4 separate regions of the Mus musculus genome follow, and all the other regions are linked to region 2. A link is a contact called in public HiChIP or PLAC-seq data. All regions are on one chromosome and are shown on one strand. The core of a region is the stretch at or near the end of the contact, and the rest is flanking DNA. Distances in the headings are between cores, read along the strand shown.

Region 1 (7,521 bases), core at 596-3,095, 360 kb after region 2:
TGGGGAACTGGGCGGCACATGTGCATTGCTGCCTTCCAGGTGACCACTCAGGGCCTGGCCTCGACCTGCTGGCCCCTGGCCTGCATCCCATGGAGACTCGGAGGCACGTAACCTCAGTCCTGGACAGCTTGAGTGTTTGTTTTTGGGGACTTGGGGAGGAGGCCAGCGGCCGGTGCTCAAAGGGCTCTTTGTGACCGATGAAGCCCAAAGGTGCCATGGGCCACTCGGGGCTCACTGGGGTGTACAGACACTGCTGCTGGGTGATGTTGCCTGCCTCTGTCATCCTGTCGTCCTCGGCCCTCCGTATCAGGCATGGTGACAGTGGTGCGCGGTGGGCTCCCCAGGAGCTGACTCAGTGGACATTACAGAGATGACAGACTCTGAGCCTAGATGAGGTGTGGCTCTTGCCAGCCTTGGTCACCCTCTGGGTAAAACACCCGAACCGGACTGGGTAATGGCAGAGTCTCTATGTCCGGGAGGCAGGTTGGGCCAGACTGAGCAGTCAGGCTGAGGCGAGGACACCCTGAGGTCCCTAGTCCCTGTCCCCGTCCCCAGTGTTAGTAAGCAGCTGACAAAGGAGCCCAGGGAAGGGAAGGATCTTGCCTGTCTCACCTGCCTGTCACTGTGGTTGGTGTGTGGGGTCTGCTGATGTGAAGGGTGCCATGCCTGTGTGTAACGTTATGGTTATAGAAGCCCTGTGCACACCTCTGGCTCCAAGCCAGTCCCACCTCCTGCTGCTGTCAGGATCACCATTGGGGATGGTGCCGGGCTCTGGACTGTCAACCCTCGGCGGTGCTGACCACTGGCTTCCCGACCTCAGGGACCCTTTCCTCCGGTGGGTTTTGCCGAGCTGGTGTGGGGTGGCTGTGTAGCCTCCTTCGTCTGCCCACGCCAGGCTTCTCACGAAGCGAAGCACAGCGCAGCAGCCACTTAGAATAATCGCGTCAAATGTCGCTGCCATCTGTTGCCAGGCTCCATCCCTGCTGCCGCCTGGGAACCTCTGAGACTCCTGCTCTGTTGCTTTGTACCTAGTCAGGTGACTTCCTAGGAGGCCTGTCTAACATCTACAGCCACAGAGCCTCATGGCTCTTTCCTCCTTTCCTCCCCTGCTCCCTCCCTCCCTCCGTCCTCCGCCATGCCTAAGTGAGTGCTTTACTGTTGAGCTCATCCTCAGCCGCCTTTTTACTATTTTTTTTATTTTATTTATTACTATATGTGAAGTACACTGTGGCTGTCTTCAGACACACCAGAAGAGGGCGGCAGATCTCATTACAGATGGTTGTGAGCCACCATGTGGTTGCTGGGATTTGAACTCTGGACCTCTGGAAGAGCAGTCAGCGCTCTTAACCGCTGAGCCATCTCTCCAGCCCCATGACTACTTGTTTTTAAGATGAGTTTTCACCAAGTCTAGGTCGGCATTAAACCCGTGGTACCCCTGCCTCTGCACCCTGAGTTCGGGCGCCATCCCTCACTGTTACCCCTTTCTTTGCACCTTTTCGATCCACCACGTGTGGGTCTCCTGTCAGTACTCCCATTTTTTTTTTTCAGAACACTGAGACAGCAGGGCCTTTGACAGCCTAGGGGTGGACAGTGAAAGGCTTGGAGTTACCAAAAGGTCCCCATTCTCTGCCCTCCCATGGCTGCAGGGAACCCCAGAGGCTGCTTATACATCCATGGCATTCATGCTGTGGGCAGCCCCTCCTGTCCTTGTCCACAGTGCAGAGGTGGGTAACCTCTCCCATCTCCCTCCCTCATTCTGCCTGGCTGCCTCATTCCTCCCCTGACCCACAGATCAGAGCCCCTGTCATACCCAGGCCACCCCCACTCGCCTGCTGCTTTCTCCGCTTTCACGGTCTTGGGTCAGGAGTCACCATCTGCTCTGCTCTGCTCTGCTCTCCCGCTCTGTCGCCTCGTGCAGGGGTTCCTGGGGGAACTGACCTTGGGAGCAGCGGCAGAGGGGCAGGATTTAGCGGCCTGCGGGGTACACTCACCGTTGAACATCAGCAGGCCTCCCTGCCCCCGCCCCGGAGAAGCTGCCTCACATGGGTGCGCTCAGAACAAGCCGGCGGCGGCGGCGGCACACATAATAATGAATTTATTATGAAGCCGTCCAGGCTCTGGGGATCACGTGGGCACCCCACACTACTGCAGCCGCCAGGTCCCTGCAGCAGGGTGACCCCAGCCTTGTTAGAGCTGCAAAAGCATCACCCTCTGGGGCGCGGGGATCACGGGGGTGGGGGTGGGGGCGTGGAGCCCGGGCCGACCCAGTCTCTGTCTGTTCACAAACATTTCAGTGTGCGGTAATGAAAAATGACGAAGGGGCAGATAGAGCATCCAGGTCCACACTGCCTGAGAGCCTTGCTCTGCTGGGCACAGCTTCCCTGGGTGTAATTACCCCAGGGTGAGGGGCTGCTGGCGGAGGAGGGAGGGACGGATTGGTGCTTGAACCGGGCCTTCAGAAAATTCATCTCAGCTATTAGCTGGTAATTACAGAGCAGAAGGAGCAAGCCTGAGGTCTGGTGCCGGGAGGAGCTGGGATGAAAGGGACGGTAATTACGGCCTCAACGGGAGGGAGGCTGGGCTGATTAATAACTCCTGATGTACTGCAGGAGGGAAGTGGCACTGAGACCCCCTCCACCCCATCCCCCACCCCGTGAACCCCTTCTGGGTCAACTGTGCAGGACCAGAGCGAGGTGAGTTGAGGAGTATCATCTGCCTGGTGCTCTGGGGTCTCCTTCCTTGGCACTGATGATATTCCTGGGCATGTTAGGACCCTAAGTGGGGGAATCGGGCAGGATGCACCAAGGCAGCCAGGCTGTCCCCAGCTATTTTGTGGAGATAGTAGCTTCTGACAGAAACCCGAGCTCTGGACTCTGGGTCTAGAGAGGGGAGAGCTGCGGCCGGCCAGCTTGAGAGTGAACGTTTGGTCGAGGCAGCAGGAAGGAGCCTGTGTAGAGTGCCCAAGAGTCCACTTAGATTTAGGCTGACTTTCTCACCGAGCTGCTCGCCTGGAGAACATGGACTGCATGGACTGCAGGCAGCCCCGGGCCTCATCCATCACAGGCCCTTGCTCCACAGAGCTTATTCCCAACTGTTTAGGATAATGAATTCGCAGGAGCCAGTCCTATAGATGACGACGGCTGGGAACAGAGAAGTTAATAAATACCCCCTAATGAGGACAGGGAGAGCAGGCATCCCGTGCCCACCTCTCTCCTTTCCGCTGCCCCCCCCCTGCCTGCCACACCTGAGCCTCTACGGACACCGGTACCTGCCTACTGAGGTGGTTTCTTCTCGGGATGCCAGGCACAGAATAGACACTATACCTAGTGGCCCTAGGCCCTGTGAGTGAAGAGGACTCTTCAGCTCCCCCCAAAATTTGGCAGTGTGTCCTCCTCTTTGGTACCCGGGGCCAGTTCCCCACCCCTCCCCCCACCAGCCCCATGTGCGCATGTGTGAGGAACAGTGCTAATTTTAGACTCCCCCTAATGAAGCCGCTCATTTGGAATTCTATTTTAAGGGAGCTGACATCAGAGCAGCTTCCCAGGCTGGGAACATACTGATATCTCCAGAACCTAGGCTTGGGGTCCCCCACCCCCAAGGGTAGGGGGCCAAGGGCAGCCATGCCCTGGGCATGAGACTGCTGGAGGCCCTAGGGGTGGATCGGTCCCCTGCTCTCTGACAGTTGGAGTCCTGTTTGGGCTACCCACAGGAGCATGGTGATAGCATGTGGTACAGGGAGGTCCTACCCATCACAAATCCTGTTATCTGCCATCCTGCCAAGTCTGGTGGGTCCAGCATATCCGCTTACACCCATTGGCATCTTGAAGTGCCCCCTCCCCAGTGGCACGGTCCTCTCCTCAGATTTGGGGGATGGGCCTACAGCTGTACCGCGAGCTGCTGCGGCTCCCAGCATCTCCATCTGCCATGCTGCCCACCTGGTGCAGGTGGTTGGGTGAGACACTGAACCTTCAACCCTCCCGCTGGATCTGAGGCAGCTTGCTTCACACAGGACATAGCTCTTCCCCCAGAGTGGTCCCGGCCCTGCTCCCAACCCACCCTTGTGCTGAGCCTACCCACTCATATCTGTGGAATGAGTCCAAGGACACCATCCCTTGTGATGGCTCCTGAGATGGCTTTGCACTGTCAGCGGCAGAGGCTGGGGGTCAAATATGTTGGCAGAGTGTTTCTTGGCTTCTGATGGGTTGAGGTGAACCACTCATTCCAGATTCTGTGCAATATGCAATATATTAAACTGCCCCAAGCTTGGTGTAGGGAGTAGAATAGCGTCTCCTAGTGCCTGGAGTCTCTGTGGGTCCACGACAGAAAAGGCTTAGCTGGTCTGGTCCAGCTCAGATTGCTGCTCCAGGGACTGGAAGGCAAGAAGGGGTTCCCACCCCCACCTCCCCAAGCTGAAAACAATGTATTTGTTGGAAGTGAGTTGTCAGAACCATTTACACACAGGCCTTTCTCTGTGTCTTGCAGGAATGAGTGACAAGACTTGGGGGACATGTTTTAAATCACCGGAGTCGTGTAGTTCTGAGTGATGAGGCGTAGCAGGGTTCAGGCTGAGTGCGGGGATGTGAGAACATTACCACTCAGCTGTGATAGCAGGCCAGCCTCGGCACACCTGGCCTCAGTTTCACCATCTGCACTCCTTGAGATCCAAGGATGACTGAGATGCTGGCCACAAAGAAGGGGGTGGTGTAGACAGTGCCTTAGTGGCTTGGCTATGTTCCGAACCTTCCTGATCCTGCGACCCTTTACTACAGTTCCTCATGCTGTGGTGACTTCCAGTCCTAAAGAGTCAAAGATATCGGGGCCCACAGGTTGAGAACCCCAGTAGCTTAGAGAGCCACCCTGATTGGATCTTAGGAGCTGTCCCCAGGATGTCATGGCTACCTGATCCCCATTACAAAGAGGGCCTGGTATGGACACAGGTCAGCCTCCAGGCTCAGCAGCCTGCTGCCCCCGGGACATGACCCATGCACCACAGGACCTGGCCACCACTGGAAGCCAGCCAGCCTGCTTGCTCTGGGCATCTTTGTAGCCCTTGCTGGTGTGCCCGGCCTCAGTGACCTCTTTCTTGCGCGCTTACTTTGGGGGCACCCACGTGGAGGAAGCGGGGGTGAGCGGAAGTGAGAGATTGTTCTGCGGTGCGGTCTCTGTGAAGGCGGGCCTCTTTCCCAGATGATGGGAAGCAGTACCAGGATGGTGCCTGGAAAAGCTGAAGGAGCGAGAGTGGGAGGTGGCTCCCGAAACCCTTTCCCTCTGAGGGAAAGACCAGTGCATCCAGGCTACAACGTGGTTTCAAAGGCAGATTTCATTCTTCCGTGTCTTCAGGCCCTGGGACCTAGGGAAGGACTTCACCAGGGCCTGCAGTGAGCTGTAGCCTTGGCCACCATCTCCTACCACCTGGGGGAGATTGGATATGAGCAGAGTGAGGAAGAGACTGGCCCCGGCCTGAGAGAGAGTTAGTTAGGCACTGGGTATGCGTTGATCCCACAGACAGGCCTCAGTTTCCTTCTCCGTACAATGGGGCAGTTGTCGAGCCGGCCTCTTGACGCTGTTGAAGATGTCAATGGTTTCGTACCCGTGCCCGTCAGCCGCTGCTTGTGTTGTCTTCTCAGTTGTTCCAGCCCGTGCCTTGTCTCTCTGGGGTCTGGTGGGGCTCTGCATATGGTGTGTCGGGGTATCCCATAGGCCTGGCTCTGGGGAGCCAGTCCAGCATTCAGCTTCAACCGGGGTGCCTTTAGACCCGAGGGGCCAGCAGGACTATGGGGATGGGTCCGCTGTCTGCATCGCTGGCTGTGCTCCGCTCTCGCAGCCCCTTGGCTCTCGCTGCATGCCGCTGCAGTGCCCTGGCACTGGCGCTCTGCTCTCTGGGTGACACTGGTTCTTCTTTTCCTGTTTCAGGCATGAGCCATGAGCCCAAGTCCCCTTCCATAGGGATGCTTTCCACGGCGACCAGGACCACCGCCACCGTCAACCCCCTCACCCCCTCGCCACTCAATGGCGCCCTGGTGCCCACCGGTAGCCCGGCCACCAGCAGTACGCTGTCGGCCCAGGCCGCTCCATCCTCCAGCTTTGCTGCCGCACTGCGCAAGCTCGCCAAACAGGCAGAGGAGCCCAGAGGTAAGAGGCACCAGGCCACTCGCTCATGGGATGCCCCCTGCCCACTGTGCATCTCTCTGGCTGCTGTGGCCACAGGAGACAGCTGTCTGCAGCTTGTGGTACTGCACCTGCATCTCCCCTCCCCCACCACATCCAGGCAGAGCTAGCCCGGGTGTAGCCGTCAAGTGTAGCTGTCATCATACCTCAGGCCCTGACCCCTGACATCTGACCCCAGCTCTGCACCCTGCTTCACTGTGCCTTCCTCTGTGCCTGCCTCTGCCTTCCTCAGCTTCAGTGGCTACTGTAGATGCTTATTGGTGGACAAGTGGACTTGCCATTGGGGACGCCAGTGGGACCAGAGATTGGCCTTCTGAAGCCTCCCAAGCTGAGGACATCATGTTGCTTTGGGCAAAGGCTGGCTCTTTCTGAATTCGGTCCTGTTGACAAAAGGTTCTCTTAGGTCCCCTTTGGATCTGGCTTTGGACACGTCTTGTGTCCTGTGATGACCGTGCGGGTCAGGAATGAGTGGCACAGATGGGTCGGTTTATGTCTGAACTTGGGAGCTCTTCAGATTCTGGCAACTCCTGGACTTGCTGCTCAGAGAGGCAGGTGGCCAAAGTATGGAAACTTTGTCTCAAAGGCCCTGGGGTCCTACAGAGCCATCACTTACACTTAGGCTTGCAGAGAGTCCGCTCTGGATAAGTGGGCGGGGATTTCCTGATATCCCACAGTTCTCTGCCCTGGTGGCTGGCAGAGGTGAGGGTGTGACTGGGATGGGCCCTGAGGGTACCAGAGGAGAAAAAGTAGTCCGTCTGCCCAGTGGAAGACAGCTGCTGCCAAAGGACCACACCTGAGCCAGCCCACCTTGGTTGGCTGCTGGCCAGGTTCCGGTGACCCTGAGGAAGAAGTTAGTCTGCCCACCTATGCCATCCTGGGCTCTCCCATTGTCCTGCAAAATCCTGGGGCCAACTGGTCGGGCCGAGTACCAGAGGCTGCGGTGAATGGAAACACGGTCGATTCTGAACAACAGGTGCATTATCCACCGCGCCTGTCGCTTCTTGGCTGTGACCTGGGCATCTGATGCCCAGGAACTTTGTGCCACACCGGGACAAGGAGATGGGGCTGGCCGTGCCGCTGGCCGAGGCTTCTCTCCGCCAGCCTGTCTCCTGAGTCTTCCCCATGTGCAGATGGGGACTTGGGGCTTGCGATGCTTAGTGTCTGTGGATACAGGGTAGCTTGGGGACCCTGGGACATCCTGACACTGGTGTCCAGCTGGGCCTGGGCCCTCGTCTGCTACCTTACTGGAAACTGGGTGTCTTGGCAGCGCAGCGAAGTTAAGGCCCACCCCGCTAGTCTTCAGGTTCTCGTCTGTGTCGCCAGGACTGGTAGTGATTCTCTGTCACCTCGGTT
Region 2 (7,149 bases), core at 4,154-6,653:
ATACACAGTAGGCATTCATGTGCATCTTCCTGAAGATTTGCAGGTAAACAGTAGGCACTCAATAAGTGTTCCCCTGTCTTCTTGCTGCTGTGGCAGATGGAGGCACACCACACACAAATTATGTCCTTTTCCCTGTCTTCTCGTTCTGTGGCATTAGGCACAGGCACTCCAGAGCTCAGTTCTCAGGGACCCTTTCCCACTCCCACAGTGACCCTGGGCCATGTCCTGCTCTGGGATGTTTCCCTGCTCCATCTATTAGTGTCATGAATATCAAGGCAGAGAGGAACCCTGCCCCAGACTTGACGTCAGCACCCAACCTAATTGGTCCTGGAACCTCGGGAGTCCAGTGTGCCGAGCCCGCGGTGGCAGTGGGAGGCAAGGCTTGTTTGCACCCATGGCTTGAAGTGAAGGCTTTGTCTTCATGGCTCTTGGCACAGACACCTTGCCCTGGGCGTGCTCTCTCTCTCTCTCTCTCTGGTGTAGAAATCTGACTTATCACTTTCTTGGGGGGAGAGAGAGAGAGGCATGAATATTTAATGACCCCACTGCTAAGAGGCCTGGTGGAGGCCCTGAGTGAGTGAATGGTTGGCTTTCTCTTCAGGACAGGCTACTCGGGGTGCCAGACAGCCAACTCCTCCCCTCCTGCCTTTCATCACTGCGTGGCCCTGAGCCATCAGGCCCTGTACCCTGATGTCTTGGGGTGCTGGTGAGCTTGGGTCAGGTCTCAACTCCCAGGCATCCCGTGTTTTCTTTACAAGAGACATGGGCGGCAGTGGCAGTGGGTGGTGGCAGGTCAAGTCCCCTGGCCAAGAAGGAAGGCCTGTGGCTGCCGGCTAGAACATTCTGCCCCATGCGAGCCAAGAAATTCCAAAAGAAACACCGCAGTGTCCAGCTTGGGAGAGGCGGAAGGGGACTTCCTCTCTGAGTGGCCTCTGAGGTCTCAGAGCCTGATGGGTGGGGGCCCTCTGGCAGCCAGAATGGGGGTGGGGGCTGGGGGGTGCAGAGACAGGAAATGGGGAGATTCTCAGGTCAAGTGTCTCAGGTTCACTGTCTTCCCCCGTGGGAGATCTTGCAGCCAGCTATAGTTTGCTTCTTGAGTGGGTAAACTGAGGCACCAAGATGCCCTCTCTATGTCCCGAATTACAGAGCAAACTTGCAGCACATCTGGACATCACAACTTCAGATGTAACACCCGGTAGCCTTAGCACACCAAAGGCTCATGAGACAGACAGACAGACAGACAGACAGACTGACAACAGGCTCAGGCAGGCAACATTTGTAAGTTACTCTGTTAGTCATATGCCATCCACAACAGCGCAGCTCGCCTGAAGGTCTGTGTACAATAGAACATGAGCTAAGAGAAGAATCCAGGCTGTGCTTGTGTGTGTGTGTGCGCGCGCGCGCGCACGCTCGCGCACGCACACAGGTGCACACAGAGGCCAGGGGAGGGTGTCACAGCCTTGGTGCTTCGGTTACAGGTAGTTGTGAGCTGCATAACAAAGGTGCTGGAAACCACACTTGGGTGCACTGAAGAGCAGGCTTCAGGCCAGACCTTCTTGGTATTATTATTGTTGTTGCGCGTGAGTGTGCATAGGCATGCACACACGGGGCACTTACACACTGGGTGTGTGCGACACAGCGGGAGTGTGGAGATCAGTAGGCAGTTTTGTGGGGCTCTCCTTTACCTACAGGTGGGTCTCAGGAATTGAACTCAGGTCACCGGAATTGCACAGCAAGCTCTTTACCCATTGAGCCTTCTTGCCAACCCTGGCCTCCGTCTTTAAGGACACTTCGTTCCAGAGCCAGACCTGGGAATGTTCCCAGAGGTCTCAGCTTCATGCACAGCCCATTCCCCACTGGATCCTAAATCCCACCAGACTGAGGTCCACAGGTGCCCAGATGCACCCCCTGGGCCCTGTCATCTGTGTTCTAAGCCCTCACTCTGGTTTCTGCGTGGTGTTTGGCTACATTGCTAATCCTAAGGACAGAGACCCCCAACCCCTGGCCAGGGGAGGGTCCCTGTCCTCTCCCTTGCTGGCTGAGGGACCTTGGTAGATTTTGGGTTTGATAGTATGATGAGTTCATAGGCAGCATTGTGAGCACAGCTGGGAGACGCTCCACAGCCCAGGCCCCTCTTTTACCTCCTTCCTGGAGTCCCTTCTCAGGGCTGAGACCAGTTCACAGGAACACAGGCCTATGGTCTTGCATGTGCTGTTCTGTGGCCTGAATGACCTTTCTCCCTGCCACTCTAGCCTGGCAGGCTCTTGGTTGTTATGCCTCAGTTTCCCCTCCCATCTGTCTACTCTGGACTTGTACTCGTCCAGGGATTTCCCAAGAAGCCAGCTCTTGAGATGCATAAGATAAGTTACAACATCCCCCACCCCCGTGGTCACCCTGGGAGCCCCCAAGGGACCAGGGACCCTCTACAAACCTCATCTGTTGCTGACTCCCCCAGGCCTGGGGCTTGGCACTTATGGAACCTTCATCAGGAATGGCAGAGGGAGGTGTGAGGAGGAAGTGTGCCCACCCCTCCGCTCCACCGCACAGTGCCAGCTCAGGACTGCTGGCCGCCGGGGAGGCCACAATCCCACTTGCTACTGAGTGAGAAGCCCAAGAGCGGTTCCCACAGCCCCACACACAGCGGACTGTGTGAACACCACTGGACACAGCCTCTTGGAATCAGGGACAATGCTTGGCCCATTGTCCCGAAGGACACCCCTGGGTCTCTGGGGGCCTGTGACCCTGCCCAGCCACCTGGCCCCGTGCCTGCAGGCAGCCTGCCCAGGGCGGCCACCTGGAGACTCCTTCCTTCCAGCTGTAGTCCTGGCTCCAGGGGTTCCTGCCACACCTTTCCTCTGACACCCCTCCAGGGCCGGGTCCCCACCCTGAGCCTCCACCCTGCCACAGGCTTGCTCCTGTACAACAGAAGGCAGTGCTGGGCAGGGGTGCCACTCACTGTTAGAGCAGGTAATCTTTTCCTTGGCAGCCACTAGGCTCCACCCATCAACCTGATGCCAAGAGTTACTGTTGCCATTTTAAGGATGGGGTAACTGAGACTCTGAGAGGTTAAGTGGCTTAGTTGACACCACTAAGTCCACAGTAAAGAGAGAATGGTGCCAGGCAGGGGTGGCACATGCCTTTCATCCCAGTACTTGGGAGGCAGAGGCAGGCAGATCTCTGAGAGTTCGAGGCCAACCTGGTCTACAGAATGAGTTCCAGGACAGCAAAAAACTATGCAGAGAGAAGCCCTTTTGAAAACATCAAAAGAGAGAAAGGGAGAGGAAGGGAGGAAAGGAGGGAAGGAAGAAAGGAGGGAGGGGGGAGAGTGAGAGGGGGGAGGGGGAGGGGAGGGGGGAGGGAGAATATATGGGAGTTCAGAACCCTGCAACCAGCAGGTCCCACTACCTCTGAGCCTCTTGAACCTGCATAGAGTGAGCAGTTGAGGTGTTCCTAACTCATGGTTCTGTTCCTCTTGGGGTGGTTGTGACCAGCTACAGCTGGATCAGAGATCTTAACACTGTCCTTAGAAGGAAGAAGCTGAGGGGCCCTCCCCTGGGGGAAGAGGCATGCATGTTGACCACCCACACCCTGGGACAGATGTCTGTGAACTTAGCACAGTTAGAGAGAAGGTGCAACTCAAGAGGCGAGAGGGTGGGGAGAGGCTGGAGACCATTGCTGGGCAAGGAGCATGAGGGGCAGCACCCGGGCTGTGGCTGCTGCCCTGGCGTCTTGACGGGCTGGTCACTAGGAGTCACTGGGTCAGGAGGAAAGAGCTGGCCGGGGGCCAGCCAGAACCCAGACTCTGCTCTGTCACTCTCAGAGCAACTCAGGGGAGAGGGGGCCACTAGGACTCTTGGTCTCCTCCTCTGTGAACAAAACAGCTTCTGGCCACATGAAGAACAAAATAAAAGAACATGACCGTTCCCAGGTACAGTGGAGGAGGAGGTTTAGTGTGAATAAAACAGAGAGCCCGGCCTGAGGCAGGGACATCTGGGAGAGTCCAGAGTGGACATGACCCTGTGAGGAGAAGACGGTGTGGGGAGAGGCAGGAGAGTTGAGGGGAGACACAGGTGCAGCGGCCACATGGACAAAAGGGGTAAAAGGGTCTGGTGACCAGAATAGCTGGGGACATAGGGAAGAGCCACTGGGGGAAGGGCAGCCCAGCCCAGTTCAGGGTAGGGGGCAGGATATGACAGCCATACCCTGTAACAGATAGGGACTGACGGATGCTGGGAGAACCTAGCCACCAGGTCCGCTCCAATGTGTTCAATAGACACCTCGGTTAGCCATTCGCCCGGCTTTGAGACCTAACATCGGCCCACAGGGCTGTCATGAGGGGCAGGCATCAGGAAGAACTCCAAGTGCTTCACGCTGCGGAGAAAGAGGGTGAAGACCCAGAAAGGCCTGCCAAGGGCGGAGGGCCAGCATCTCCACCTCCTCCAAGGCCCAACCTTGGCTTGGACCTGCTTCCTATTTGAACTTGCAGTGGGCCTGCTCTCCTGTGATCCCCCTTCCAGACCCTCCTACCCAGGGAATAGACCTCAGGCTGCAGGGCCCGCTGGGAAGGACCCCTCGTGGGCTCCTGTTGTGGCCTCCCGCAGGTGCTAGGATTTCACGGCTCTTGGTGCTCAGAGCCACTGGGTGGCCCTATGAGTCGCTCTCTCCATTCCAGTGGCTGGGCCATCTGAGCCACCTGTCCTGGTCAGCGGTATCAACCCAGTTAGCCCTAGTATTACTCTAGTATTACTAGGGCACCAGACAGGCAGAGAGGAGCCCGAAGAATAGTAGTCTCCAATTGCTCTTCCCAGGTCTGATCCACCTGGGTTCACCTAGGGAAAGAAGAAAAAAAATAAAAATAAAAAATCTCAGGGACGGACACTGATTGGTTCTGTTTGAGTCACATGTGCACCTCTGTACCAATCATAGTTGCTTAGAGAATGGGGACTGCAATTGGCTGGAGATGGGCCTTATGTTTTCCCTTGTTGCTAGGGCACAGGGGCAGAATATTAGCTGGTCAACTGCCCAGAAGCTGAGGGCAGTTGGGGTGCAGTACTTGGTCAAGAATGCCACCTCCAAGTAAAGAGCAGGATTTGGGGTGCTGCTGACTCCCCAAGTCCAATGCATAGCCTTGCAGAGTTGGAGGGAGGCCAGGCCAGGGGAAGGGGTCCTGCACTACTTCCAGGAGGGGGCGTAGACACTCTTGTGTACCCCCAGCCCTGTCACCAGAGCGCATGTTGCAGCCATCTGGCCAGCCTGCTGCTGGGGGTCCCCTCCCGGAGCCCTGCTGCTGACAGGAACCAGCGCCTTTTACAGCCGCCAGCGCATCTGGGAACGCTCTGGCCTCCGGGCTGGAGCCGAGTCCCAGCCACGCCGGGGAGCAGCCCCCACTCCGGCACCCACGTGACAGCCCGCTGGACGCCGGCCACCACCGTTGTGTAACCAGCCTTGTCCAGGAGAGAGGCGAGGCTGCGGGGCATGCCTCCAGCTGGGGCTGCCGCCAGGTCCCCAGCAGGCCTGGGGTGGCTGGGGACACCCGGGGCAAGGGCACTGCCCCCTCCTTTCTATGCTTTTCTTAGCCCCCCCCCCCCCAGTCTTCCTGCCTTTTCTCTCACACTGTTTCTTCTCTGGACCCATCTCTCTCCTTTCCCACCACTTCCCTCTTCTTCCTCTTCCTTTCCTCCCTCATTCTTAATTTTCCCCTCTCCAACTCCAGGAGCCCTCATTCCAGGGTCCCCATGGAGGTAGGGGCCTGAATACAATACAGGCCTCTCCAAAGACCCCATATCTACTTCGGAGGACAAGGACTGGGAAGTGGCTGTGACCCACCCCCAGCCCCCATCCCCAGCAACTCCACACCACATCACACACTCTCACGAGCCTTTTAAGGACAATACCAGCTCGGTGGCAGGCATCCAGCTTTGGTCCCAGACCTCTTTGGGGATAGGGATCATGGGCGTTTGCTGTCAGGGTAAAATGGGATAGAAGGGGTTTCCTAGGCCTCAAGCTGTGGGCTATAACAGCCCCTCCCTCCAGCTCCTGCCTGCGATTCACCATAGGGATCTGGGACTGGAGACTTCTGTCCACCCTATGGTTCTTCTGCCTATGGTTCCCTCCTCCATCCACTCGGCCCTGTAAGGAGCAGATCAGTGCTCCAGTCAGCAAGAAGGGCATGTACAAAGGCCCTGGGGCACAGAACAACTTGGTGGACTCATGGATCTAAAAAACCCTTCTGGCCTCAGTGAGGAGGCCCAAAGGGCATGGAAGGATGGTATCTGGGCATGGTGATGGGGAAGGGACTCTGTGGGCTGAAGCAGGAGCATGCCAAAGGTGCCTTTCTCATTGTCTACTGGGTCACATGGGACAGGCAGAGCAGAGCGCAGAGAAGGACTGTGGTTGCTGAGGCGGGAGGGGATGGTGCTGTGGGTGGACTTATGGGAGGAGAGATGAAAAATAGGGGAGAGAGGGTGCTCCCAGCAGGGCTGTGTGCAGCGATGTAACACCTCCAGGGACCTCGAAGACCGGGTTCCCTTGGCTCAAGTGAGGAGTTGCAGGGTAGGGCTGTGGTGTGACTAGAGTCTGAGGAGTGGAGGACTTTGGGGTCCCTGAAATTCTGGAAGGTATGAGTTCTGGCTGCTGGTACCAAGAACAGTGGGGGACACAGTCTGGAAAGAGGCTCTGTGTTATTAGACGCGTTCTCACGACCGGCCAGGAAAGACGCAACAAACCAGAATCTTCTGCGGCAAAGCTTTATTGCTTACATCTTCAGGAGCCAGAGTGCAAGCAGCAAGAGAGCAAGAAGCAAGAGAGAGAGAAAACGAAACCCCGTCCCTTTTTAAGGAGAATTCTCCTTCGCCTCGGACGTGTCACTCCCTGATTGGCTGCAGCCCATCGGCCGAGTTGACGTCACGGGGAAGGCAGAGCACAAGTAGTCATAAGATACCCTTGGCACATGCGCAGATTATTTGTTTACCACTTAGAACACAGCTGTCGGCGCCATCTTGTAACGGCGAATGTGGGGGCGGCTCCCAACATCTCCCCCTTTCCTTTTAATAAGAGCAAATAGGCCACCCATATTAATGAGAGTGGAGATAGAGGTCAAATCCCCAGTGTGTAGGTAAAGGAGCCATGTACAGGATTAGCTCTTAGGCT
Region 3 (7,123 bases), core at 204-2,703, 290 kb after region 2:
ATGTATGTGTATTTAGTAGAATCTCAATATATAGCCCTGGAAGATCTAGAACTTTCTGTGGTTCAGACCAGGCTGGCCTCACATGCAGGGTGCAGGGACCGTCCTGCCTCTGCCTCCTTGGTGCAGGAGTGAGAGCAGCCCAGCCGAGCTCCCTCCTTTCCAAGCCTTGCTGTCCGCAGCCAGACTGATGGTCCTTTTATCTTCAGCTTTAGCTTTAGTTTTCCAAGTGATAGGCTTACACATGTCCCACCTCACCTGGACCCTTCCGTGGGCCACCCAGCACTCAGGAAGGATCCCACCCACGCTTCACCATACCTGCTCAGCCTCATCTTCAGAACCACGTCACAGGCCCAGGTACCAGACCACATCTTTGGAAGACCACCGTTCAACCCACTGCACAGGGTAGGATAGCACAGGGCTTGGACTCTAGAATTCTTGTGAGATCCCAAAATGGGTAAAACACCTGGTCAGGACACAAGGAGTAGAAAGATGGAAGCCAATCCAGGCACAGATGTCAGGGCCAGCTGTGAGCTCAGGCCTTTCGCTTACAATCTGGGGTTTATCTCAGGGGTTTGTTTGTCACCTAAGCACCAGGGCCAGAGGGAGAAGCGGGTGTGGCTGCTCCCTTTGTGCCCTTGGGCAGTGGACCTCACAGTACTGGGCCTTAGCATGCAGCGTACAGAGTTACAAGACGTGTCTGTTTGGTGGGAGTAGGTAGGGAAGTCCTCCAAATGCTAACAAAGCCACTGAAAGGCAGGAGGATGGAGCCAAACACAGTGAGGTGCACCTGTCACTACTGCTGACATCGCCAGTGTTATATGGTCTTGGGAGTAATCCCAGATGTTTGTGGGGGCCCTGGGCTGGTTAGGTGCTGGAAGCACCCATACCCACTCTTTCCTGGCCCTGTAGGCTCTACTCATTTCTGGCATGAGGCTTCTTTGGGTACACCTCCTCGAGAAGGCAAGCTGGCTGCCTGGCCTAGGGGACCGCACATGCATGCTGGCATGCATGCATGCATGCACGATCCATCCCAATTTCCAGATGAGGAGACAGGGTACTCAGGGCTTAGGAATAGACCTCCAGGGCTCAAACTCCAGATCCGGCATCTGCTTCCCCATGCCTCACTTGGAGAATGGAAGAGCAGGGTGACAGGGATACTCCAAAGGATTCTGTGGGTTGTTTAAGAATGCTCAGAGCAGCGCCTGGCCCACACTGGGCATCTGCTGCCCGACTGCCCTGCCAGAGGGGACAGACAGGCATCTGGAGGATCCAGCATGTCCCAGGAGCCATGCAGACTTGGCCCTGCAGCCTCCACTCTTTTCTGGAGTCTGTGGCATGAGACTTCCTTGTGTGCAGCTCCTCAGGAAGGCAGGCTGGCTGCCTGGCCTGGGGGACCGCACATGATAGGCGATGGGTACAGCTGACAGAGAACCGCCTGCCTAAGCATGTGTACGGGGCTATTTTTATTGTGTTCAGCTGGCTGGCGCTGGCTGGGCTCTGCCTGAGCCCTGGCAAGGGTGGCCCTGCTGCAGGGAGTGTGGGGGCCTCTCTGTGTTGAAGGGGCAGCCAGTATGGCAGGCAGCATCTTCAGAGAGGAGACCTGCTGGTGTCATGCATCTCTGCAGGGCAGCCTGAAACCCCTACCTTCTTTTCTATGGGCGAATGGGGGTTGTCAACCCCTCTCCTCTCTAACCTTGGGTGGCTTTCACTGTGGTCTGTCTCTCTGGAGGTAAGAGGAAAGATGCCATGTGGTGTCCCGGCCTCCCAAAAGTCCCAGAGGAAGGATGGTTCCTGGGTGGTCCAGTTTCCTAATTGCTGCTGTTTCTCCATCAGAGACAGAGACAGAAACAGAGACAGAGGGAGAGGAGATACTGGCTCATCATGCTCTGGGGGAGGAGAGAGGTAATGACCACCTTTTTCTGGCGTAAAACATAGGAGGGCAACAGCCTAATACAAACACCCACAGCCAGCACTGGTGTGTCCGCATGGCTGTGGTGGGAGCGAGTGCTGGGCACATGTCCCAATAGGAAGGAGGCCACAGACATGCCTGGTAGAGGGCTGGCTCCCCATGGGGATATGAATGGCTGTAGTGATGGGGTCCACCCACCACAGCAAAGCCACAGGGGCCAGTGGGAAAGAGAAAGTGCAGCCAGATACCCTGTTCAGCCACATTAGGCAAACAACTCAACCATTCAGAGAGAGCCAGCACCCGCGCTGGCTGCTGCTGGGGGGTGGGGGTGGGGGTGGGCGGGACTTTGTGTTCTTAGATGTTTTGGCACCAGGTTTATTTGGGGGGGGGTCTGTGGGGTAACTACTCTTGCCCCTGTAGAATGGAGAGAGCTCCACCCTTCGGAGGTCCCTATCACCAGGAAACATTACTAACCTACTCTGAGCCTTGACTCAGGGGTGAAGGAACTGAGCTAGATCAGTAACATCATACAGCTAGTCTCCTTCCCCAGGGTGTGGCTCGGTGCAATTAGGACTTGGCCTGCACGGGCTTCGATAATTGGATGCAGGCATTGGGCTTCTTATTAGGAGAGAGAGAGGTTCTTCTTCGGGAGGCTCAATGATAGAGGGATGATAAGCAGCGCTGCCCCGCCATCAGGAGATCCTCTCTGCCTGCCCTTCCCACTCGTGGCCTCTTCACAAGCCAGGCCCAGGCCTCCCCTGCCTCAGTACGGGTCCCCAATAGTCCCCGAGTGGCTGGCACAGAAGCGAGGTAGTTTGGAATCCAGTCTGGACAGCCTTCTCCACAGGTGGCTTCAAGGATGCTCTTTTCAGGATGACTTCTCCTACTTTAGCAGGGGAAGGAAGGAGGGGTGCCCAGCCTATTGGGGGAGCATCCTCCCTCTGTACCCTGCCTGTGATTGGCCCATAATTACAGGTTTATTGCCTGTATAGCTATTGTGTAATGACATGTTTGCAAATTAATTTTTATGGCTCCTGCCATTAGCATATACAGTGGAGGAAGGTTTCGTATTAATTACTACTGTTGTTCCCGTAATCCCGGGGAATTAAAAACCAATAAAAGAGTGACAACACAAACTGATAGTTTAGGGTCTTTTAAAAATAGTTTTTATTCGTTTCCCTGAAGTACAGCTAGAGCTTGTGAGGGGTCGGGAAGTTGGGCGGGGGCTGGGAGTGGGGTATGTGTGTGAGCGGCGCCTGGTCCCTTCTCCTTCACCTAGCCCAAGAGTGCGGGCAGGTGATGGATGCTATGACCCTAGACCCCCGAGTCCGGCCTGTGTGTCCTCGCCTCGCAGGCAGCCCCGGAAACAAAGGGCGGCAGCCTAGGGCTTGACGCGACCTCTGGGGTCATGCGTAGCAGAGCGGCTAGAGGCCAGCAGCGGCGCCTTCCTGCTACTTGGGGCCCAGGCGCCCTCCACGGGATCGCGCTCGTCTGGTCTGCTGCAGAGGGGGGCGCAGCAAGGATCAGAAGGCTTGGCCCCCACCTCCCTCAAAGTGCCCTCTAGAGCTCTCCCCTAGAGGCCTGTAATCTGAGAGTGACCCGAATTCACCGGGTTTATTCGGATCTCAGGGCCACTGGTTGTGGACCCCTGATGGGTGAGGTTAGAGGGCCAGGGCAGCAACCCTAGCCAGGCGCGACAATGGCTCCTACTGTGCGTACCTGCGGACTAGGACCTGAGGATCTGGGGTCAAAAGGTGACCATTAGTGTCACAGAGTCACACAACCCCAGGTAGTCGCGCCACGGCGGTAGGGAGAGCTTCCATAAAAGGCCTTGAAAAACAAATGGTCGCATCTTGATACTTGCTTTGCCGCGTGCGTTTAGTAGTAGGGGCTGGTGTGTGGGTAAATGGACGCTGTCTCTTTAAAATCGCTGGGCTGGACAATGAGCGCACAGGATGTGGTTTGGCGGCAGGGTTTTTTCCCCTTCGATTTGGGGAATTATCACTTGGGGCCTTCTTGAGCTGGTGTGAACGCGCGGCGGCTGGGGAGGGGAGATACAGGCGCCACACTAACGCTCAGTGCAGTCGGTCGTTTGCTTAAACCAAATTAGCCGGGCTCTCGTTACTATGGTGCAGCCGGGGCTTGCAGAGTCCCAGTAATAGCATTTATTAGGTCTGTTTGCCTGGAAGCATGCCTTCCCGGATCTGATAATGCCCGGGTGCAGGAGAGTGTGGGAGATGGTATCAAGCATTTGATTACACTTGCAACAGGGATTTTTTAAGGGGTAGGGCGTGGGGGGAGGAAAGGAAAGAGAGAGGCCAACCGCCGGCCTTAGCTCTCCCGGGCGCGGTCTCCGCAGCCCGCTGCGGGCTGCACAAAGGGCGGCCCCGGCCTCCCCGGGGCACGGTCGCGGGGGGGAGGTCGTGCTCCGGGCTCCCGCAGCTGTCAGACGTGGGTGGGGAGGAGCGAGGGCGGGCCGACGGCCAGAGCGCGGAGTTGGGCAGCCAGAGGGGGCCCCGGCGGCGCCCGCAGTCGCCCACTGTTTGCAAACGGCCGGCTCCCGGGCCGAGGGGAGCACCCTGCAGTCGGAAGTGGGAGCATCCGCCTGGAGCCCTGGGCAGCGGGTCTGATCCGTAAGGCTCTGAGGCCGCGCACGGGCAGGTCGCAAGTGGAACTCTCGTCACCGCGGCGCGCAGCCGGGAGCTCCAGGAGGACGCGGCGCAGACGGAAGGAGCCGCCCGCCGCTGCGCCCCTTCCCTTTCGCTTTCATTAGGGGAGACAAATCTGCTGTCAGGCAGCCAGCTTTCCAATTTACCGATAATGATTCTTGCATGAAAATTGATCGAGGGGCTCTCCACCGCCGCGCGCTCTCGCCTCCCGCTCTCCTGCTCCTGCCGGCTGCGCCCCCGCGAGTTCCTCCTCCTCCTCCTCTCCCTCCTCCCCACCCCCTCCGTCTGAGTCAGTGGTGGGACGCCGGGCGGGGAGATAACCAAAAAGGGGGGGGTGCTGGTGGTGAGGGGGGGAGGGGAGCCTGCCCTCACCAGCGTCCCTAGCCCAAGACTTGTTTGTCGCCGCTGCCTCTCCCATTGACGAGGCGAAATCTGCCCCCTCGGTACTTCTTGGCTGTTTGGGTATTAATTTTCTCCACCCCCCAGCACCCCTGCCGAGCGCCCCCCTCCTCCTCTCCGCACCCCGCCCCTCCTCACCCAGTAGCTAAGGGGAAACGAAAACAAAGCCGATTTCTCCTTGGCAACCAGATGCCCCCTCCCGCCGCCCCCCTTCCTTTTCCCTTCTGGTTCTGAACGTGAAACCCTGTTGGAAACAGGTCTCTTGACCCTCGCCCTTGACATTCAAATGGCTGAATGGAGGCGAGATTGCTGTTCGCACGTCTTAGGGGGTGCTTTTTTTTCTCTCCCTTTTCCTCTCTCTCTCCTGTCTCTTTTTCTTTCCAATGAGTAATCCCTAAAGACCTTAACCCCCCAATTTCATCACCCTCACCGCCCCCCTTTATTTTTCTCTCTCCTCTTCTGCTCTCCCGCCCTCTTCCCTCCGCCAGCTCCCCCTCCTTTTTTTTTTTTTTTTTTTAATTTGCATCTCAAGTCCAAAAGGCAGAAAATACACACGCGGCGAAGACGCCGGGCCGCCGTGGAGGCTCCAGCCCTTCCTTGGTCAATTACCTCACTGTGGATCTGCTCCGGCCGAGGTGGCCGAACCTGCCCGGGCGCTGGACGGAAAGGCAGCCTTTGATCATCTCGGAGAAGGAAAAGGAAAAAACACAAACTGGTTTCTACCCACGGTGCTCCGGGGATCGCTCTTCTGCTTTTATTTTATTGTTTTGGACATTTTTGAGCGCCGTGGCTTGGACGCTGGTTTTGTTTCATTGCTGGGCTTGATTTTTTTTTTTTTTTCCCCTCATTTCCTTCTTCGTCCCTCTCTGGCCACTATGGAATTCTAACCTGAGCCATGTTCGGACTGAAGCCGCCTCTCTATTACTTACCAGGTAAGCGAGTCGTGCGCCAGGTCCTCGGGTCCCAAGACCAGGGCGCGTAGGGGCGCACAGGGGCGCGCTGCTCGGCTGCCCGCTCAGTGCGCGCTGCCGCGTGGGGCGCCCGGCCCGGTGCGCGTCTCGCTCCTTTTGTCTGCGCGGAGCCGGCGGCGCTGCGCCCCGGGCGGGATCGCGCGGGTGTGAAGTTACTTTCCCGCGGGCGGCGACCTGGGGGCCCCGGCCCCGCCGCCCCCTCCCGATTCCCTGGAAGGTTTTGTTGTGCGAGGCCGGGAGGGGCCGTGGCCGCAGTGCGCGCGGCTTCCTGTTTCCTGCGCCTCGGTGCGCGCTGACAGCCGCTGCCATGCAACTTTCAGTTTCGGGGGCCACCGCGGGAGAGATGGGGAGCCCCGCCACCCTTAAGATGCTTGCGCGCGGGCGCGAGGGAAGCTAGAGAGCCCGGAGCGAGCAGGCAGGCGTGGGAACCCGGCCCTCCTGGTGGCTTCCCCCTCGGGTACCCCCTCGGGTCCGACTGCACGTGACCGCAGGTCGAGAGGGCTGAGCTGCGTGTGGCCGCTTCTTCTAAGAATGCTGGGTTTTTTTAATCTTCTTTTTTTTTTCTCTAAGCCCTGGCACACAGTTTCTATTGAAGTTGAGGCGTCTGTGGGGTGCAGAAATGTTGGGGTGCTGAAGGAGCAGAGGGGCGGCCTTCGTGCATGACATGGTCTGCTCTTTTCTGCAGATGATTTGGGAATAGTTTTGCTAGGAAACGTAGGAAACGTGCACGTGGCTGGGTGTTGGGTTAACATTGCCTCCCCCCGTCCCCACTTGTGTGTTGTGTGGATCCTGTGGCTCTTGCCAGATCTCCACCAACCTGGAGTCCAGAGAAGGAGATGTGGGCCAAGAACCTGCCTGGGCAGGACTCAGCTACAGGGAGCTGGCCCTAGTCGTCCTGACCTAGGGCACACGTTGTAACTGAGTTAATGTAGCAGAGATGAAAGGTCGCAAGGAAAAGCGGGTGGAGGAGGCAGTTCCGACTGCAGGACGGCTGTAGGTGGCTCTGGGCGTTCCTTTGCGGATGCTTCTATGTCCAGCCCTACCTGGTGGCAAGCCTGTTCTGTTCCTGGGGTGTCCAGTCCTTGCTGTTGTTTATATTGAGACAGGGTCTCACGATTTAGCTCTGGCTGGCCTGGAACACGTAGATTCCCCTGCCTCAGCCTCACCTCCACCAA
Region 4 (6,863 bases), core at 1,596-4,095, 320 kb after region 2:
TGGCCCTGAGCCGAGCTAGCTACAGGTGCAGTTTGCTCCCCAGTGCTACCTTGGGACTCCTTCTCAGATCTGGGTGCTGTGTGGGTCTAGGGAACTGTATTGGGTCTTGGATGTTAAACATGTACTGAGAGGTACTTTGTGGGGTACTATGCAGAGTCTGGGGTGCTGTGCAGAGTCTGGGGTTCTGTGTAGGGTCTGGGGTTCTGTGCAGGGTCTGGGGTGCTGTGCAGGGTCTGGGGTGCTGTGCAGGGTCTGGGGTGCTGTGCAGGGTGTGTCTGCTCTGTGTTAGGAAGGATGTAGGAAGTATCTGTCTGACCCCTGCTGGACGGTTGCACACTTTCCCTGGGAGCCAAGGTGCCTTGCGGTGGGTGGCATCTGTCACTGAGAGGCATGCCACAGGAATCACAGCTGCCCTAATGTTCCTCAGGCCTTTCCCTGACCACAGGAGGTCCCAGGTGAAGGACCTCAATGTCACCCTGCCTGGGGTATCACAGACAGGAAGTAAGGTTCTGCAGGCCAGGTGACCCACCTCCAACACCCCTGCACTGAGTTCCTTCTGTGGTGGGGAAACTTGGGGTCCAAGTCGTGAAGATATTTGTGGTGAGGAGGAATAGGGGTGAGAGGGGGGACAAATGTAGACTGAATCCTTGTGGAGAAGTAGGGTGTAGATTGGGGCTTATGATGACAAAAGTTACAGGGCGGCAGGGGAGGGGGGATTCAGGTCAGCCAGAGCAGAACACAGGCCTGACAGGGAGAATCTCTTGTCCCCAAACCCAGTTAGCCGCAGAGACATCTGACACCCCATAATCCTTTGTGCTACACCTAACAAAGCTGGGGATTTATTTTATTTCATTTATTTTATGGTTTTTCGAGACAGGGTTTCTCTGCATAGCCCTGGCTGTCCTGGAACTCACTTTGTAGACGAGGCTGGCCTCGAACTCAGAAAACCGCCTGCCTCTGCCTCCTGAGTGCTGGGATTAAAGGTGTGCGTCACCACACCCGGCAAAGAGTTGGGAATTTTTGAGTACCTGCTGTATACCCCCATGGAGGCTGAGTCGCCCTCCGCCCACCCATGTGTCCATTACACAGGGGAGGGAGGGAGCCCCAGAGAGAGACCCAGGCACTGGCAGGACCTAAGCATAGGACAGAGGCTAAGGGTCACTGTTTCCCAGGAATAGTTCTGCACAGATGGTCAACCTCTGCCTGACTTGAGAACTAGATTTCTTCCTACCCGTAGCCAGAGGATTCAGGGAGAAGCCAAGGTTGATGAAGGCCAGAACTCAGGTTATTGACGCCTCTGGCTCCTTGCATCTCCAGTGGGGCTCTCCAGGCTGGTCTACAACACGTCAGCTGTTGCTAGTGGATTACTACCTGGGCTGACCTCCACCCTGCCTGTGAACAGGATGGTTTGGTGTTGTGCAGTCCGGGGGTGCTGCACAGAGTCTGGGGGTGCTGTGCTAGATCTAGGGGTAGTGGGTGGGGCCTGGATTCTGTGCGGGGTCTGGATGCTGTGCCTAGGTCTGGGCTGCTATGTTGGGTCTGCAGGTGCTGTGCTGGGTCTGAGGATGCTGTGCGGCATCTGGGCCCCAGGATGCTACAGCTGTGTGTCCACCTCTCTCGCGCTTTTCCTCAGCTCAGTAGCCTGGCAGTGGAGGCTGAGGCCTTTGTTCTCTAGAATCAGAGGCAGTGATGGGCCTATGGTTCTTGGTAAGGCTGCCTTCTCCCAGCCTGTCCCTGGTCAACAGGCTGCTGGGGTCGGTGGAGGCGTCTCTACCATGGAATCCTAGTCTCACCTGGGAAGTGGCCCCAGGGTCGCTGCTGGCTAGGCCTCTCCGGAGTTTTATGGCAAACAGATAGATGACAGATGGACAGCTTTGTTGCTTTAGTGCAGGATGGAAAGTTAGACCGTCTCCCCAGTGATAGGCTTCTCTGGAACCCATATGGACCGGTTTTTCTCTGGCCACACCCTTCGCTCCAGTGCGACAGGTGCGTGCGTGCATGGTCACTGTTACCAGCTTTCATCTGCAAAGAGCAGAGTCCAAGAAGGGCTGACTGCCTTGTGCATGGCAATCATAGAGGTGGGATTCAGACCTGGGCCTGCCCCTCCCTAAGCCTCAGGCCTCTTGGTCCACTAGGTGAAATGAATTCCCAACTCCGTCTCTCTCTAAGACGGAGCTGGGAATTCTCTGGGGACTCTCTCCTGCTCCGCTGTGCTAGCCATGATGTGACTGTGTGGTCCCCGCAGCCCCTGTACACACAGCTTCTTGCTCATTCAGACCTCCCCACATCCAGAGCCCCACACCCAACACTCTCACCCTTGTCCTTGTCACCCTGACCCATCATGTTCCTGTCCATGTTTTCTTGCAACACCTTGGAGCTCCTGAGACCAGGAGTGGGGTGTCTCCCAGCGGAGCAATAAACTCTCTCCAAAATGCTTCCAGCTCATGGGTTCTCCTCTGCTGCTTGTCTCCAGCGTGGTACAGGTGCCCGCACAGTGGCACACAGCGGGTGCGTGAACAGCAGGAGCCAATCAGTTGGATGATCAGCCTTTGGACATAGTGAGTACATTCCATAAGTCAGTTGGATGGAGGGAGTAAGTCAGTAGGGAAACCAAGGTTTAGGGTTCTACCTGTGTTGGGCATCCCTTCCCTGGACAGACAACTCTGTGAGAGAAATCCCAATAGCGTCAGCTTGGGGCCACGGCTTCAGGGTGCCACAGTGGGTAGGGCCAGGGCAAGGAAATAGTGAAGTCCTCTCTCGAAGAGCAGTCCACCAGAGGGCCCTCCCAGAGGGCGGGGCTTCTGCCCAGAGCAAGGAAAAGGCTCCGGGAGACGGACCCACCCACTTCTATTGAAGCCTAGCTGGGGCCAGCTCTGGGGTCCTGCCAGACACAGCAGTGCTTTGTATCCAGGCTCCTACTACAGCCACCAGGGTGGGGGCGCTTTGTATTGTAAATTTCCATGGAGAATTATGTCTTAATGTATGGTAATCCTCGGACCTGGGGGCTGTGCTGTCCTTACGCCTGTGGGAGTCTAGACCGCCCCTGGAGGAGGGCTGGAGAGCGCAAGTGACGTGTGGGGGTCAAAGGGGCGTGTCCTGGAGACCCAGGGATTCCCTGAGTTGAGCTTTGGGGACCCTCTGAAGCAGGTTGTCTGGCCTAGCTTCCTGCTTATTGGCCAGCCCTCCAAGGAACCTGACTCTGGTTTTAGACCAGAACTGGCCTTGGGGCTCTCTGCGTATCAGGTACTGGCTCCTGATCCTTCCGTGCTGGGAGAACACATGACTTCTTGGCTCAGCTTAGGCTCGGAGTGAGCGACGCTGTGCCCCTGCCCTATGGGGGAGCGGGGGTGGATGCTAGGGTGGGTGTCGGGGCTGTGGAGAGATCCAGTGATCCGGCGTTCAGTGGCTTTTTGCTCAGTCTCTAGAGAAAGGGGGACAGCCCGGGAGCTCCCCTGGGAAGAACAAGCCATGTGATCAGATGACAGGTACCAAGGCCCTGGGGCTGGGGCTTGGCTTCTGTCCCAAGCTGTGGATTTTCCTGCTCTTGAATGGTTCTTTGGATATTTATTGGAGTCAAGTTGCTGTAGGGGAGCAAAGAAGCAGAGGAGGCTGTGGGCTGGTCGGATAGTCCAATCTCCCAAGTTGAGCGACTGCTGCGGGTAGGATGCTGATAGGGTGAGTGAGCTCAGCAGGGGAAGAGCAGGCACTGGACATGGGAACCATGAGGAGAGGGGAGAAAGCCACAACTGCTACCACCGCAGAAAGGGAAGAGTACTTTGGGGCCCCTCCCCCTCCCCCTCCCCCTGGCGGTCTCCTGCAGTTTAACCTTGCTCTGCCTTCTGCCCCCTCTCCTCCCTCCTCCTCCTCCTCCCCTCTCTCTTCTTCCTCCTCTCTCCTGCCCCCCTCCTCTCCTTCCTGTCGTCCTCTTCCCCTTCCCTTCCCCCTGCCCTCTCCCCTTCCCTCTCCTTCCCCTTCCCTTCTCCCTGCCCTCTCCCCTTCCCTCTCCTTCCCCTCCCCCTCCCCCCTTTAGCCCCACCCCTGCCCCCTTCCCCTCCTTTCTGCCTCTCTCCCTCCTGGCTTATTCCCCTGCTTCCTATCTCCTTTTCCTTCTTCCTGCTCCCTCCTGTGCACTGCCCGCCCCCTCCCCCCACCCCCTTAAGTAGCATCTGTTTCAGAAGCCAGGAATTGGCCTCTACACACACTTTAGCCATCTTCCCCATCCCTCCCAGGAAGGCTGAATCCCCCGCTGCAGAAGTGAGGGGGCCTGGCAGGGTGTGTATGTGTGTAAGACACACACACCCCAGCATTCTGCACCAAGACTGCCTGCACCTTAGTCCTGGACTAACTGCCTCTAGGACTGAGGAGGGCACCCCTGCCATGTTCCCACAGGTACGTGGTGGCCTGTGCAGGAAGCCCTCCTGTTATCTTCTGGTCCCTCCCTGAAGGACCAGACCCATTGCTAGAGGGGCAGGCGATTTTTGGAGAAGGGGGTGGTGGTATTAGGTGATCAGACCCACGGCTAGCCAATGAGCTCAGCTCTGCCACCAAGCTGCCCTTTTGTTGTGTATTTTGAGATTGAGTCTCCCTGGAGTTTCCCAGATTGGCCTTTGAACCTACTATGGTCCTCTTGCTTCAGCCTCCCAAGCAGCCTGAGCCACCACAACCTCATACTTGGAGGGAGGGACCAGTGTGGGGGAGGTACCCTAAGTTCCTGAAACATAGGCAAGTTGACTGCCAGGAGATAGGGAGGCCAAATTGCCAAGCCGGGGAAGGTGGTGATAGATGCTAAGCTGAGACAGGATGAGAACTGTTCACCCCTAACAGGCCTGAGCCCCGTAGCAATGGTCGAGAAGGGCTGGAGAAGAGCTTCCCAGAGTGTGGAGAGATCCAGCAAGCCTTCCATGGGAGCTCCACCAGGCTGGGGAGGAGACAGGGGACAGGGGACTTGTTGCTCTTGGCTACATATTGAAGGACAGGCACCAGGGACACTGGTGCCTGGATCTTTCTGAGCCTAGGGCAAATGAGACTGATTTCTTGCCTAGTTCTCCTGCCTGCTTTTCATTACCTCGGCCTTCTAGAGCAGGAAGGATGGAGTCCTGCCCCCTCCCCAGCCGTCAGCCCCCAGAGAGGTGCCCAGCGTGTATAGAAACACAAGCCCCCTGGGCTGTGTTTCCCATAGGAAGGTGGGGCTGGCCTGGAACTCTGCATTTTCCAAGTCCCCAAGAGGATTATAGGAAGCAGATCCTGCAACATGGGCTGTCTAGGGTGGAGATGCCAGGCTTTCCCCGGGGGCCTCTGCTCTCACTCTAGCTGTGGCAGCAAGAGAGGCGAGAACACTCGGTGCCCCCCCACCCCCCAGCCAACAGGAGCCTGGTGTCATCTCACCTAGCGCTCTGAACCTGGCAAGTGTGTGCAGATGCATTTAGCACCCGTGCAGGCTTTGAAAACATTCCCCCTCTTCCCCAGGGTGGCAGCACCCCCTGATTAATGTGTCTCTGCAAGAAGGAGCTTGCCAGCATTCCACATGACCTTGGCTCCCAGCGCCTCTGCCTTCAGGGTGGGTCTCAGCTGCCGAGGTTGGCTGGGGTTCAGAGGTCAGGGAGACCCCCCCTAGCCTTTGAACAGCGAGTTCAGAGTCAGAGGTGGGGTTCTGGGATTCTCTTGGGGGCCCAGACAGTACCAGGAGGACCCAGGCTAAGGGCATTTCCCTGCGTAGCTGGCGTGTAGGGTAGTCTTTGCTCTCTCTGCACGGGTCTCTGCAGACTGACACCTGGGCCAGCGTACCCCAAGTCCAGGCCTCTGTGCTGATGGAAACAGAGTCTGTTCACAGTTCAGGGTATCTGGGACGGGGATGGCCTGTCTCACACCACACCCTTTTCTCTTAATGCCTTCTCCTTCCCTGGATCCCGTCTGCACAGCCAGCCCCACAGTTGGTCGACTGCTGCCTTGTCACTTAGCTGTTCTGAGCCAGCGACCGGGAGGCCCCGCAAACTGTGGCATTTGCTGAGCGTAAAAATTCAATTAATTCCAGAAGGCAGATTAAATATAAGTGAGTTTTAATAATTTGCTGTAAAGTCGGAGATTACTGTGGGCACGAAGAGAGGAACACACGTGTGTGTGCCTGAGCAGGCTGGCACAGCCCCAGGGACCCAGCTGGGGATAGGCTGGGGTAGCTTCCTGGAGCCTTGCTTCCCCCCACCTCGCCCCCAGAACACTGCCCTGTCCTCGAGGGGACCCCATCCTCTGAGATGCTTACCTGAATTCTCCAACTGAGATTTGGGAGGACAGCAGACCAAGAGTAGCCCAGCCTTCAGGAACTGAGACTGAGAGCCCTGTGTATCTCACTGTGAGCAGGACCCTGCTCCTCAGTGGCTTCCACCCCCAGACTCACCTCTCTCTGCCAGTGACTACTCAGTGTGTTCTTAGGTCAGGGTCTAGCATGCTTTTGCTTTTATACCTTTTTAATTTTAATTTTAATTTTCTTTCAATAATTTATTTATTTTTAATTCCCTTTACATCCCGATCGAGCCCCCACCTCTCCTCCCAGTCTCTCCCATTATCCCCTCCCCCCTCTTCTCAGAGAAGGGGAAGCCCCCTTGGGTATCACTCCCCCACGGGATGCCAAAGTCCCAGCAGGACCAGTTACATCATCTCCTGCTGAGGCCCAACCAGGAAGTCCAGGTAGGGGAAGGGAAGCCAACATCCAATGGCAGGTAAGAGAGTCAGAGACAGCCCCAGGCTGATCCACTTGAAGACCAAGCTGCACATCTGCTACAAACAGGGGGCCTTGCGCCAGCCAACTTTATTTTATTTTGAGACGGGGTCTCTCGTAGCTTAGGCTGGCCTTAGAAGTCACTGTGTGG

The links. HiChIP or PLAC-seq counts read pairs in DNA pulled down with a chosen protein or histone mark.
Region 1: a contact with region 2 is called in an H3K4me3 HiChIP or PLAC-seq map of forebrain, with 4 times the contacts expected there. The contact joins two enhancer-like sites. A contact is called at or near these places in 3 of 39 promoter capture datasets (frontonasal cranial neural crest, hippocampal neurons and liver), 1 of 15 datasets of contacts at CTCF or cohesin (the NIH/3T3 cell line), 2 of 484 Hi-C or Micro-C datasets (liver and reprogramming fibroblasts), 8 of 115 datasets of contacts at active chromatin or transcription factors (the NIH/3T3 cell line, craniofacial prominence, embryonic basal ganglia and 5 more) and 2 of 9 other capture datasets (embryonic stem cells and pancreatic islet).
Region 3: an H3K4me3 HiChIP or PLAC-seq map of forebrain shows a contact between it and region 2, with 3 times the contacts expected there. The contact joins two enhancer-like sites. A contact is called at or near these places in 3 of 484 Hi-C or Micro-C datasets (the N1E-115 cell line, liver and mammary gland) and 12 of 115 datasets of contacts at active chromatin or transcription factors (bone marrow-derived macrophages, cardiomyocytes, craniofacial prominence and 9 more).
Region 4: an H3K4me3 HiChIP or PLAC-seq map of craniofacial prominence shows a contact between it and region 2, with 3 times the contacts expected there. The contact joins two enhancer-like sites. A contact is called at or near these places in 6 of 39 promoter capture datasets (the 3T3-L1 cell line, frontonasal cranial neural crest, hippocampal neurons and 2 more), 3 of 484 Hi-C or Micro-C datasets (granulosa cells, liver and neural progenitor cells) and 6 of 115 datasets of contacts at active chromatin or transcription factors (craniofacial prominence, embryonic basal ganglia, embryonic limb bud and 3 more).

Annotation. Positions count from the first base shown.
Region 1 is chr8:120,547,671-120,555,191 of GRCm38.p6, forward strand. Gse1 (genetic suppressor element 1, coiled-coil protein) reads left to right here. Exons shown (of 16, transcript NM_001145896.1): 2 at 5,914-6,132. Among named protein-coding and RNA genes, the nearest start is that of Mir7687, 13 kb to the left of the region's middle. Within about 2 kb of position 1,846, at least 81 of the 459 cell types and tissues checked have an H3K27ac peak or open chromatin away from gene starts, as enhancers often do. A contact at or near this core is called in embryonic basal ganglia, embryonic forebrain, forebrain and 2 more, where this site is marked.
Region 2 is chr8:120,185,913-120,193,061 of GRCm38.p6, forward strand. No RefSeq gene overlaps it. Among named protein-coding and RNA genes, the nearest start is that of Cibar2, 12 kb to the left of the region's middle. Within about 2 kb of position 5,404, at least 159 of the 459 cell types and tissues checked have an H3K27ac peak or open chromatin away from gene starts, as enhancers often do. A contact at or near this core is called in the N1E-115 cell line, craniofacial prominence, embryonic basal ganglia and 5 more, where this site is marked.
Region 3 is chr8:120,483,243-120,490,365 of GRCm38.p6, forward strand. Gm51556 (a long non-coding RNA gene) reads right to left here. Exons shown (of 2, transcript XR_003947480.1): 1 at 5,907-7,123; 2 at 4,035-5,660. It also overlaps a transcript of Gse1 not described here. Among named protein-coding and RNA genes, the nearest start is that of Gm51556, 3.6 kb to the right of the region's middle. Within about 2 kb of position 1,454, at least 38 of the 459 cell types and tissues checked have an H3K27ac peak or open chromatin away from gene starts, as enhancers often do. A contact at or near this core is called in the N1E-115 cell line and forebrain, where this site is marked.
Region 4 is chr8:120,506,421-120,513,283 of GRCm38.p6, forward strand. It overlaps a transcript of Gse1 not described here. Among named protein-coding and RNA genes, the nearest start is that of Gm51556, 19 kb to the left of the region's middle. Within about 2 kb of position 2,846, at least 60 of the 459 cell types and tissues checked have an H3K27ac peak or open chromatin away from gene starts, as enhancers often do. A contact at or near this core is called in craniofacial prominence, embryonic basal ganglia and embryonic limb bud, where this site is marked.